2 separate regions of the Mus musculus genome follow, and region 1 is linked to region 2. A link is a contact called in public HiChIP or PLAC-seq data. All regions are on one chromosome and are shown on one strand. Each heading gives the region's core, a stretch centred on a gene start, on an enhancer-like site or on the middle of the called end of the contact. The rest is flanking DNA. Distances are from core to core; before and after follow the strand shown.

The links. HiChIP or PLAC-seq counts read pairs in DNA pulled down with a chosen protein or histone mark.
Region 1: a contact with region 2 is called in an H3K4me3 HiChIP or PLAC-seq map of craniofacial prominence, with 4 times the contacts expected there. The contact joins the promoter of Birc5 here to the promoter of Septin9 in region 2. A contact is called at or near these places in 1 of 39 promoter capture datasets (frontonasal cranial neural crest), 1 of 484 Hi-C or Micro-C datasets (embryonic stem cells), 18 of 115 datasets of contacts at active chromatin or transcription factors (the NIH/3T3 cell line, acute myeloid leukemia, astrocytes and 13 more) and 1 of 9 other capture datasets (embryonic stem cells).

What each region holds. Positions count from the first base shown.
Region 1 is chr11:117,847,298-117,852,884 of GRCm38.p6, forward strand. Birc5 (baculoviral IAP repeat-containing 5) reads left to right here and starts at 1,940. Exons shown (of 4, transcript NM_009689.2): 1 at 1,940-2,164; 2 at 2,457-2,566; 3 at 5,366-5,483. The coding sequence starts at 2,054.
Region 2 is chr11:117,262,717-117,268,065 of GRCm38.p6, forward strand. It overlaps Septin9 (septin 9), which reads left to right and starts at 3,530. Exons shown (of 11, transcript NM_001113487.1): 1 at 3,530-3,879. The coding sequence starts at 3,825. Gm39478 (a long non-coding RNA gene) reads right to left here and starts at 3,468. Exons shown (of 3, transcript XR_880325.3): 1 at 3,103-3,468.

The sequences.
Region 1 (5,587 bases), core at 690-3,189, 580 kb after region 2:
CACCCCCCCACCCCGAAACAAATCCCACATACAAGTACACACTTTTGAGCTGGGCTGGAACGATAGCTCTTTGGCAGAGTGCTGACCTAGCATGCATGAGGCCCTGTGTTTAAATCAGGCATGGTGGTGTGTGCCTATAATCCCAGCATTTGGGAGATGAAGGCAGGAGGATCAGAAGTTGTTTTATGAATTCAAGGCTAGCCTGGGCCACACTAGACCCTGACTAGGGTTTTTTCCTTTTGTTTTTGACTCCAGTTGGGCACGGTAACGACGACCTATTATTGTAGCACTAGGGAGTGTTGCTTGGTTTTTGCGCTACCACACTTCTGCTTCCCTTCCAACCTCCCAATGCTAGGAAAGAAAGGAGGTTAGAGGGGAAGGGGCGTAGACCTCTTTAGGCTACTTCCTGTTGATTTGGGATACTGGGCTCCTTGGGGCCTGTCCAGTCTTCTTCATCATTAGAATATCCAACTTCTTGTCTCTGCTTATGAATATTTGACAAACTGCAACAACAGTAACCAGGAGCAGCAGGTGGAGCAGCAGCAGGGTCGGGGAGCAGGAGCAGCAGCAAGCAGTGGGAGCACGGGGAACAGCAGGGGGAGGAGCAGCCTCTTCAGAGCACCCCTGTCTCTCTCAGGGCTCAAGGCATTTATACCCTCTAAAGACTTCCCAGAATTCCAAACAATAAACGCTCTCCTGAAGTTGGCAAAAATCACACCCTTGCGCAAGGCAAACCCTAATTATTTGCTGGGAAGCCACCTCTTACTCCACACCTGGGATTAAAACAAAAACACATTCATAAAACATAACTGGGCTTTTAGAGAAACTCAAATTCTCACTACAGGGAAGAGTCCTATCTGAACCGGGCCATGAGAGAGGAGAGGAAGAGATGAGAGAGGGAAGAGGACCAAGAGAGAAGTGGAAAGTTTCAGACCAAGGGAGCAAGCTGTAGAAATGGCTGGTCTATACAGGGAAGAGAAGCTCAAACGCTGGACTGGTGAGGTTTAGGATAGGGGCAGGGTGAGAAGAGCTGGGGGGAGCCACAGGAATTGATACTTGATCCATGTTTCTTCGGGACGTGACAAAACCCCTCTTGTTCCAGCTGCCTATGTGGTATGATCTGTTCTTCCTCACAATCTGTGAGGTGGCCTGGAGCTCATTGGAGGCCCACTGGCAGGAAGCCTACTGAGATTTATTGAAAAGGAAACCGAATTATCAGGGCACTCGTTTGCAACGCCAACCTGGGCTGTGTTCGGGGCATGCCCAGCCTGCTGTCTGCAGTGTGAAGCTCTTTAGAAGCCACTGCAACCACAGGCCGCCCGACAGGAACAGAGACACTGAAAACGGGCCCGCAGCAAGGCAGGCTCAGCAGCCAACAGTCACACCCAGGAAGCAGTATTTTTCTTCTGCTCCTGGACTCTCTTGCGGTGTATGGCTGCTTCCCTTTGGTCTGAGCCAGGCCGATGGTCTCAGAAATAGACACCCATTGACTTTCTTTTCCAGCGCTGGGACATACAGACCCCGCCTCCATCCCAGGGTGTCTATAGGAAGGATGGCGGCTGCTGCAGGGAGGAGGGTCTCCTGTCTTCCTAAGGGCGCCCCTCCACCAGCCTGTGGGTGGGTCCGAGGCACTTCCATTCCGATATCTAGCTGGCCAAATCCTGCAAACCTTGAGGCAGGAAGAACCTGCAGAGCACATGGGACTTGCAGCGGACATGCTTTAAAGAGGTGCCCCAGGCCCGTCCACCGCCCTCGGCCACCCTCCGTGTCCTCTGGGGAGCAGCTGCGGAAGATTCGAGTCAGAATAGCAAGAAGGAACCGCAGCAGAAGGTACAACTCCCAGCATGCCCTGCGCCCGCCACGCCCACAAGGCCAGGCGCAGATGGGCGTGGGGCGGGACTTTCCCGGCTCGCCTCGCGCCGTCCACTCCCAGAAGGCAGCGGGCGAGGGCGTGGGGCCGGGGCTCTCCCGGCATGCTCTGCGGCGCGCCTCCGCCCGCGCGATTTGAATCCTGCGTTTGAGTCGTCTTGGCGGAGGTTGTGGTGACGCCATCATGGGAGCTCCGGCGCTGCCCCAGATCTGGCAGCTGTACCTCAAGAACTACCGCATCGCCACCTTCAAGAACTGGCCCTTCCTGGAGGACTGCGCCTGCACCCCAGAGCGAGTGAGTCCCAGCTTCCAGCGACTCCACCCTGGGCCCGACGGTGCCTTAGTTGTGTGACCCGGGATCAGAACCCGCTATCCCCACCCTCGCTTCGTACTGTTAGCCAGGCTGCTTTGCTCTGCTCTGTCCTCCACGAGGCCACCCCCCCCCCCCGCTCTCCCCACCCTCTGCCTGAACCACTGTTAGCCTCCGGGCCTCTTCCCACTGTCCTCAGTTCTCGGCCCGGAACGATCTCTGGGAATCATGGGATAAGGTCAGACTGTTGATCCCGCTCACGAGCTGTCATTTTCAGATGGCGGAGGCTGGCTTCATCCACTGCCCTACCGAGAACGAGCCTGATTTGGCCCAGTGTTTTTTCTGCTTTAAGGAATTGGAAGGCTGGGAACCCGATGACAACCCGATGTAAGTCCCACAGGCTACTCTCGGTGGGTTTCCTGGTGTTCCCCTTCCATTGAGAGCCTTTTGGGTTGAACTGGAGTTGGGACAAACCATTTGTATTTAGTAGAAGAGCATGCTTCTTGCTCAAGTGTTCCAGTTATACAGCTCAGACTAGTCTTGAATTCTCAATTTCTGCCTTGGTTTCCTGAGTGTTGCCAACATGCATGGTTTTGCCTGAGGTTTTTTTGTTGTGTTTTGTTTTTGTTTTAAAACAGGGTTTGTCTGTGCAGCCTTGGCTGTCCTGGAACTCACTCTGTAGACCAGGCTGGCCTCGAACTCAGAAATCCGCCTGCCTCTGCCTCCCAAGTGCTGGGATTAAAGGCGTGCAGCACCACTGCCCAACCAAATTTTTAAATATGTTATTATTACTTAATTTATATTTCTATTTGTGTATGTTTGGATGTGGGTGTCATGGTGGATGTTGGTGTCAAGACAGCTTGGGGGGATAACTTCTCTCTTATTGTGTTGGTCCCTGGAATTGAGCTCAGGTGAGCAGGTTTGGCAGCAAGCATCCTCACCTGGGCCATTTCAGTGGCCCCTGTTTGGTTTCAGACCCCAGGAGTAGGAACTGAGGTGCTTATTCTACATATCAAAGCAGACCTGGACTCCAGGCTCTCCCAGCATCCCTCACTCCCTCCCTGGCATACTTTGCCCCCAACTCTGAACTTCCAGCCCAGGAACTGGGCAGCCCTTCCCCCCAGAGGCTCCACCCTATATAATCCAGGCATTTTGGACTTCTCTTCTTCTCTCTCTACATGTGTTCTTTCTCTCACCTTCCCATGGTGACTCCCCTGGCCTCAGTCCTTGAGCCCAGTGAATTCACCTGGGAGCAGCTTTCCAATAAACCTGCATTTCATAACATCTAATCTGGCTTGAATTGGTTCATTTAACCAGCAGAGAAATAATTTATAATCCTGGACTATGATTCATTAAAAACAGGTCTATTGAAATATAATCCATCTACTGCAAAAATCAGTAGCTTAGTGACTTTTTAAGGTCTTTTTAAAAATCTAAAAAAAAAAAAAAAATTAAAAAAAAAAAAAAGGCTGAGAGCTGGCTCAGAGGTTAAGACCACTTGTTGCTTTTACAGAAGACCCAGGTTTGGTTCCCAGCACCCACCTGGTGGCTCACAATCAATTACAACTCCAGTCCCGGAGGATCTGAGGCCCCCTTCTTGCTTCTGAGGACACTCAGCACACATGGGACACATCTACACAGAGCACTCATACATGCAAAGCAAAATTTAAAAAGAAAAAAAAAAGACTTAATGTTGTCTGTCTTTAGAGCTTACAAGCTGTGTTCTAACTGCAGTCCTGCATTGAATGCTGTGACGTACCATATGCAGGACAAGTCCTCTCACGGGCGTGTGTGAGTTAGCGGAGTTCCCTGAGTAGACGTGTGCTAAAGCTTTATGAACATTCCTGTAAAGTGGAATGATTTCTAGCAGGTCTTTGGAGGAATTCAAACAATCTTGTGTGTGTGTGTGTGTATGCATATGTACATGTATGTATAATATACATGCGAAGGTTGAGGGACAATTTATAGACATTGGATCTGTCTGTCTCTTCTGTCTTTCTACTATGAGAGTCCTAGGATGGGACTCAAGCTGACAAGCTTAGTGAATTTTATTTTAAAAAAATGTTTATGTTGGGTATGTCTTAGGATTTCTTTTGTTTGTTTTTATTTATTTTATTGGTTTGTTATTTGTGGGTTTTTTTGTTTTGTTTTTGAGACTGGGTTTTTGTTTGTTTGTGTGTGTGTGTGTGTGTGTGTTTGTGTGTGTTTTTGTTTTTCTTTTCTATGTAGCTCTGGCTATCCTGGAACTTTGTAGACCAGGCTAACTTGAACTCTGCCTCCTGAGTGTTGGAATTAGGGGCAGTCACCACCACTGCCTGGTCTTAGGGTTTCTGTTGTAAAGAGACGCCATGGCCACTATAAAGGAAAGCATCTAACTAACTGAGGCTGGCTTACAGTCTAGAGGTTTAGTCCATTATCATCATGGTGGTGGAGAGGTAGCTAAGGGTTCTACAGCTATATCAGCAGGAAGAGAGAGTGACACTGGGCCTGGCTTAAGCTTCTGAAACATTAAAGCCTGTCTCTAGTGACACACTTCATCCAACAAGGCCACAGCTCTTAGTGGTGCCACTCCCTATTAGCTAATGGGGCCACTTTCATTAAAACCACCACAGGGTAAGGCGGTGTCTCTGGTGGCGCAGGTCTTTAATCCCAGCACTTGGGAGGCAGAAACAGGCGGATTTCTGAGTTCAAGGCCAGCCTGGTCTACAGAGTGAGTTCCAGGACAGCCAGGGCTACACAGAGAAACCCTGTCTCGAAAAAACAGAAAAAAAAGAGAAAAGAATGGGGAAGACGGGGGCTGGTGAGATGGCTCAGTGGGTGGGAGTGCTGACTGCTCTTCCGAAGGTCCTGAGTTCGGGTCCCAGAGGCCACATGGTGGCACACAGCCATCTGTGATGAGGTCTGACCCCTCTTATGGAGGGTCTGAAGACAGCTACAGTGTACTTACATATAATTAATAAATGGGTGAATCTTTAAAAAAAAAGAAAAGAAAAAGAATGGGGAAGACATAACAGAGAGAAGATATGCTGTGTGGGATGTTCCTAGGACATGTTTGAGCCTCAAATCTTGTCCTTGACACAGATCAGGGTGCACCAAGAGACAGCCGTGGAGATGGGAGATAGACTGTGGGTGGTGAGTAGCCCTGGCACTTTTGACATGTACGTCTATTTTTTTTTTTTTTATTAGAGAGGAGCATAGAAAGCACTCCCCTGGCTGCGCCTTCCTCACTGTCAAGAAGCAGATGGAAGAACTAACCGTCAGTGAATTCTTGAAACTGGACAGACAGAGAGCCAAGAACAAAATTGTATGTATGATTGAGAATAAGGACTGAGCAAATTCTGCCCCCAGAAGCCCTAGGGATCTGCTCAGGAAGGGTGCTTCAAAGGTGGTTCCTGAGCAGGTCACCTT
Region 2 (5,349 bases), core at 2,280-4,779:
AGGGAGGATTCTACAGTTCAATTGCACTGTACCTTGTATACAGTGTATATGTAGTGTATATTCAGTGTATGGAATGTATATACAATATATACAGTATATATACAGTATACATATAGTGCATACACACATATATGGCATATACACTATATAGTACATAGGTTTATATACTGTATATATGACATATATAACATATATGGTATATACATTATATATGTAGTAGTGCACACAGCACATATAGTATGTATGGAATTCATATACAATGTGTACAGTATGTGTGTAGTATATATATATATGTGTGTGTGTGTGTGTGTATGGTATATGCACAATATATAGCATATAGGTGTATATATAGTATATAGCATAAATATAGTATATATGGCATATACAATGTATATATCGTGCATACAGGCCCACAGAGTTGAGCCGTTGGGTTCTACCCTTGACTATATTATGAGGGGGCTGGTCTTGTCACTCACTGACTGGAGCATCCTGTTCAAAGTGCTGGGCAGGGAGCCACAGCCTCCCTGAGGAGGCCACCCCCACTGCTGAGTCGCTTCCTGCTGAGGCTGTACCTGGGCTCAGGGGTCAGGGATCCTGATGTGCAAGCCAAGCGGCTGTTTCCGCAAGTCCTTCCTGCACCCTCTTTCCCAGGCTTTTTATGCTCCATTCCCCAGGGCTGAACCTACGGGCTTCCTCTTCTAGCCCATTTCTTCCAATGTTCAAAAGAAAAAAAAAAAAGGAAAAAAAAAAAGAAAAAAGAAAAGTCTGACTGTATTTCTGGCTCTGCAAGTCGGCTAGACTCAGGTCCTTAGCCCCTCCCCCAAGACAGTGAGCTGCCGGACCAGTCCAGTTCACCAGGGTCACCAGGTCACCAGGTGGCTTCATAGACAGCTTTATCCTAAGACTCTTTGACTTGATGGGTCAGGCGTGAGCTTAGGTCTGGCTGAACTAACTGCCATACATTGGCTGGCTTCACAGCACAATAGAGGTGTTCTCTGCCACACATGTTACAGGGTCTGCAGGGATGTGTGCCATATGGTTCCAGAGAGGAGAGCCTGCCCCTGAGGCTCTAGGTTGAATTTTGGCCTCTGGCTGCTGCGCTTCGGTGGCGGCTTCTGACATCAGAGGGCGCTTGTCTCTGACTTCTTCTCTATCTGTTATCTGGCCTTTGAGTCCAGGACACATGCTGATCCCAGGGAACCTCATCTGCCCACCTGTAGCACAGACCCTTAGGCTACGTCTGGCCTCCTTGTGAGCATCCAGTAATCATGTTATCTCTTTGGGGTGGACGGGAGCCGTGGCACACCCACAAGCAGGCAGGCCTTCTGGAGAGTTTCGCTTGGAGCACAGCATCCTCTCCTTGAAGCATGGATTACAGACCTCTGAGCCCTACAGTTCTTTCTTCAGCTAAACTCAAGGCCAGAGCCCAAGACTATAGAGAGGGAGTTGGGTGACCACCTAACCTAATGAAAGTCCCAGAATGCCACAGCCACCACATGTGATCCGAGACAGCTGGGATGATGAGAGGGGCTGAGGGGGCTGGGGGTGGGTGGGACTGGTTCAAAGCCAAGTGGCAGTTGGGTTATCCTGGAGTTTGCAGAAGGTAATTATGGTGAGAAGGGAGGTACCCTGCTGTTTCCCATTGTCCTCATGGGACCGAAAGAAAAGAGACACAAGGGTGAATTTCCTATTGGGAGGATGGCCAAACCTGCCTTGGCTTTGCTGATGGAGGAGCCTGGGCATTTAGCAGGTTCCCAGGCTGGTACTTCGGGCGGCGGAGTGGTTACAGTGTGGAAGGGAAGCAGAGGGCTGGGTTGGTTGCTTGAGTAATGGACAAGGGTGTTCTGGCTGTGGAAGTCAGCACCCACTTCTATTGTCCCATGGAGTCCCCGGGGGCGGGGAGAACTCCTTGAAGCCTGCACCCTGGCTCTCCATTGGAACACTGTGGTGTGCTTGGCTCCTCTGCCTGGATACAGGCTGAGCAACAATGCGCTGTGTCTCTGCTAATCTGCACTTGCCCTGGGGAGAACAATCGCTCGGGTGTGTCTCTGTGTACCAGGTGCTTTTTATAAGAAACACCAATGAACAACGCCCACTCAGGTTGGACGCTGTCCCAGGGACCCGGCATCTTCCCAGGGCTTTGTGGTAAGGGCCTCAGCTTCTTAGATTGGATCCTGAAATCCCCCAAATGTGGGATAGGCAGGTGACCTGGTGATGGTCAGACTGCCAGGCAGGCTGAGACCCTGACAGAAGCCATCAGGGGTGCCCACTGCTCCTGAAGTAAGGCTTCCAGAAGGATGGGGGTGCGGGTGCATCTAAAATGGCCGTGGTTTTGCACTTTCCATGTCCAAAAGCTCACTTGGTTGAAAATAGTTTTTAAACCATCTGAGGCATGAGGGAGGGAGGGAGGGGCACATTTTCTGAAATAGGAAGGACTCTATTCCAGCAGCTTAAAAAAAAAAGTCTCACCAAACCTAGCCCAGGCTTCTCCTCTCCTCTGCAGCCTCACCAGCCTCTGCAGGTCTCAGCACTGTTCTTCCCTCACTGAGAATGGTGGAATAGGGAGAAAGCAGACCCAGACCCAGGACAGCTCAGGGACTCACACTGAGGACCAGGGGATGAGTCACTCGCCCACTCTGCAGGGACTTGTCCCCAGCTATGAATCCATGCAGCCCTGATTGAGCAGAGAGGTCCCAGGTCTAAGGTTGTGCCCAGCGGGCAGGAGACTTGGCTCATCCAGGAAGTGGTGAACACCGCCTCCCCCCACCCCCCCAATCCCTGGGGACCCTTCCTGGTAACTAGTGTTTGTTTTTTCTGTATAGCCCCGTGGTTTTCTCTGCTTGCCCGGTGGATGTCTGAAGTGTGAAGGCTACTTGGACAGAGAAAGTCTAGGCTGTGGGTACCCACTGATGTGGAAGGAGCCCAGGAGCAGCCTTCTTCCTTCCTTCTGATGTTAGGAACTATGGTTTCTCTCTTCTGGAGGGAAGGTCGTGGTCCACTCTCTGTACTCAGGAAGCCCATACAGTGGAAGGGGGGAGGGGCGTTGCAACGATTCTTCAGAAGGGCCGCCTCTCCCTGCCCTATCCCTTCCGTAGCACTTACCCAAAGGATGCAGCAGCGACCCCCGGGGGTGCAAGGGGGTAGCAGTCCTCGACGTGTGGATGCTGAGAACTCCCGGGACCCTCATCTCTGTAGTGAACCGTCTAGGGTCCTGCAGACCCACACTAGCCTAGCGCTACAGCTTAACCCTTGCAGGCCCCGTGCTTATATGCGAAGGAGGCACTCAGGAACTTTGGCTGCGTAAATAAAACCTCGGGCAGCAAGAGCACTGCGCCCAGGGAAGGGGAGGAATCTTGTCCCCCTCGGCGCCCGCCCGCTGCTGTGGCCCGGCCTCCACATCCTCTACATCCGCCCACATCTGGCCGCGGAGGGGCGTGAGGGGGAGGGGCCGAGGCCGTGTCTGTCGCGGTCCCCTGGGCACCCGCCAGGAAGGGAGAAGGGGGGGCAGCCCAGGTCGTGTGCCTGGGACTCTGCAGTCCCTGTAGAAGCAGCTCTGGTTCCATCCCCTCCAGGCCCAGTTTTGACAGGCGGGCGCAACAGCCAGTGCCGAGTCGCGGAGGCCGGCTGGGGTACGGGAACCTGATCCAGCCGGGAGGCGGGGGCGGGGCGGGGGCCCGGGTGCTTGGGGAGGGGCCGGCGCCCGCCTTCCTCCCCCATTCATTCAGCCGACCGTGGGGGCCGAGGGGCTCCGGCGGCCAGCTCTGCACCGGGAGCGGGAGCGCGCAGGGCCCGGTCTCCGCGGGACTCCCTGCGCACCAGCCACCATGTCCGACCCCGCGGTCAACGCACAGCTGGACGGGATCATTTCAGACTTTGAAGGTGGGTGCCCGACCCAGCGGTTGCTTGGCGAGCTGGGCAGGAACCTCCAGGCGGGCCTGAGACGGGACGGGATGAGCACGGGAGAGGCAAGACCCCGGTTTGCTCACCCTGGGGCTCTGCGCCCCAGACCCCGCATTGCCGAGTTGGAGAGCCCCATTAAGGGGGCCTGTAGATGATAGACCCTATAGTTGGGGGCCACGCGCCCCCTGGGGATCCCAGGTTCATGCTGCCTCTGGGGTGTTCGTCTTTTTATTGTTGTTTGTTTTTGCTCTGGGACTGTCGTCTCCTCGAGGGCGGGCTTGACTTCTTGGGAACAACCCCAGGAGCGCAATTCCACCCTGGAAACCAGTGGGTTTTCTTCTTTTGGTGCTCGCCCTCAGCTCTCACCAGCATGGGAGTTAGTTCCCCTCCTCGGATCCAGTGGGAGGCCGAATCCTCAGGGTGGACCTCCTCCCCTCCCCCACGCCAGCTCCGGGGTTGGGGCTGAGCCCAGTCCCGGGGCTGGCAAGGGCTGCCAAATTGATCGGCCCGCAGGCCCCATGCACCCGAGGGGATCCCGGCCCGGCGAGTCTCAGGGTCCAGGGTGGGATGTCCAATACCCCCGATCCAGGCCTGGGACACCTTTATCCATCAGAGAGAGAAGAGCCTTTTGGGAGAGAGGGGGCCTGTGCGCTCACACAAGGACAGCACTTTCGCCTCTTGTCCTGAGTTTACAAAGTGCAAAGATACTTGGGGGCCGTTTCCTCCAAGGGTGGGCCTTCCATCTCCGCCCTGGGCTTGCATGCGCGGGCTTTCCAGAGGCCTCGTGACTGCCACTGCCGGTGCCGTGGCCCCTCGTCCTGCGTCCCCCTCCGGAGTAAATAAAGCCAGTGGAAAGGGAGGCTTACACAATGGTGTCCCGCGCGCGTCTGGGGCTGGGTTTCCGAGGGGCGGGCCTGACTCTGCCGGGCCCGGAGCCCCCGCCCCTCTGAGGGGCTCTCAGGCAGCCTTAGGCAGAGCCCTCTGGTGGGCTGTGAGCGAGGGAGGAAGGGCTTCACATAGTTAAAGACGGCCAGGTTTCAGGCTCTTCAAGTGACCAGTTGGGGGTGCTCCAGGCCCCATGACTGGAACCAGGGGGTTTGTCCTGAGCCCACCTGAGGTCAGCCTTATCTCTGAGTTAGGTGATTAGCTATGTGTCAGGAAGTGGGTGGGGGGCGGGGGGCGGGGGGCGGGTGGTTGCTGATGAGTTGTGTATTGGCAGGTACAGGCTTTAGGAGCCTGGAATATCATACCCACTTGGTCACCTCAGTGGTGGGAGCAAGTATCTGTGCTGAATCAAGGCATAGTCGCTGCTTAGGAGATCTTGTGCCCCCAACCACCTGGACCTCTTGGAGTCCATGTCTATACTAAGGTCTCCCCAGACCTGTTCCGTGCTGTTGTGCCTTCTGCATGTCCTAGGGACTGTCCTAGCTCCTTGGGTTGCCCCTCTGT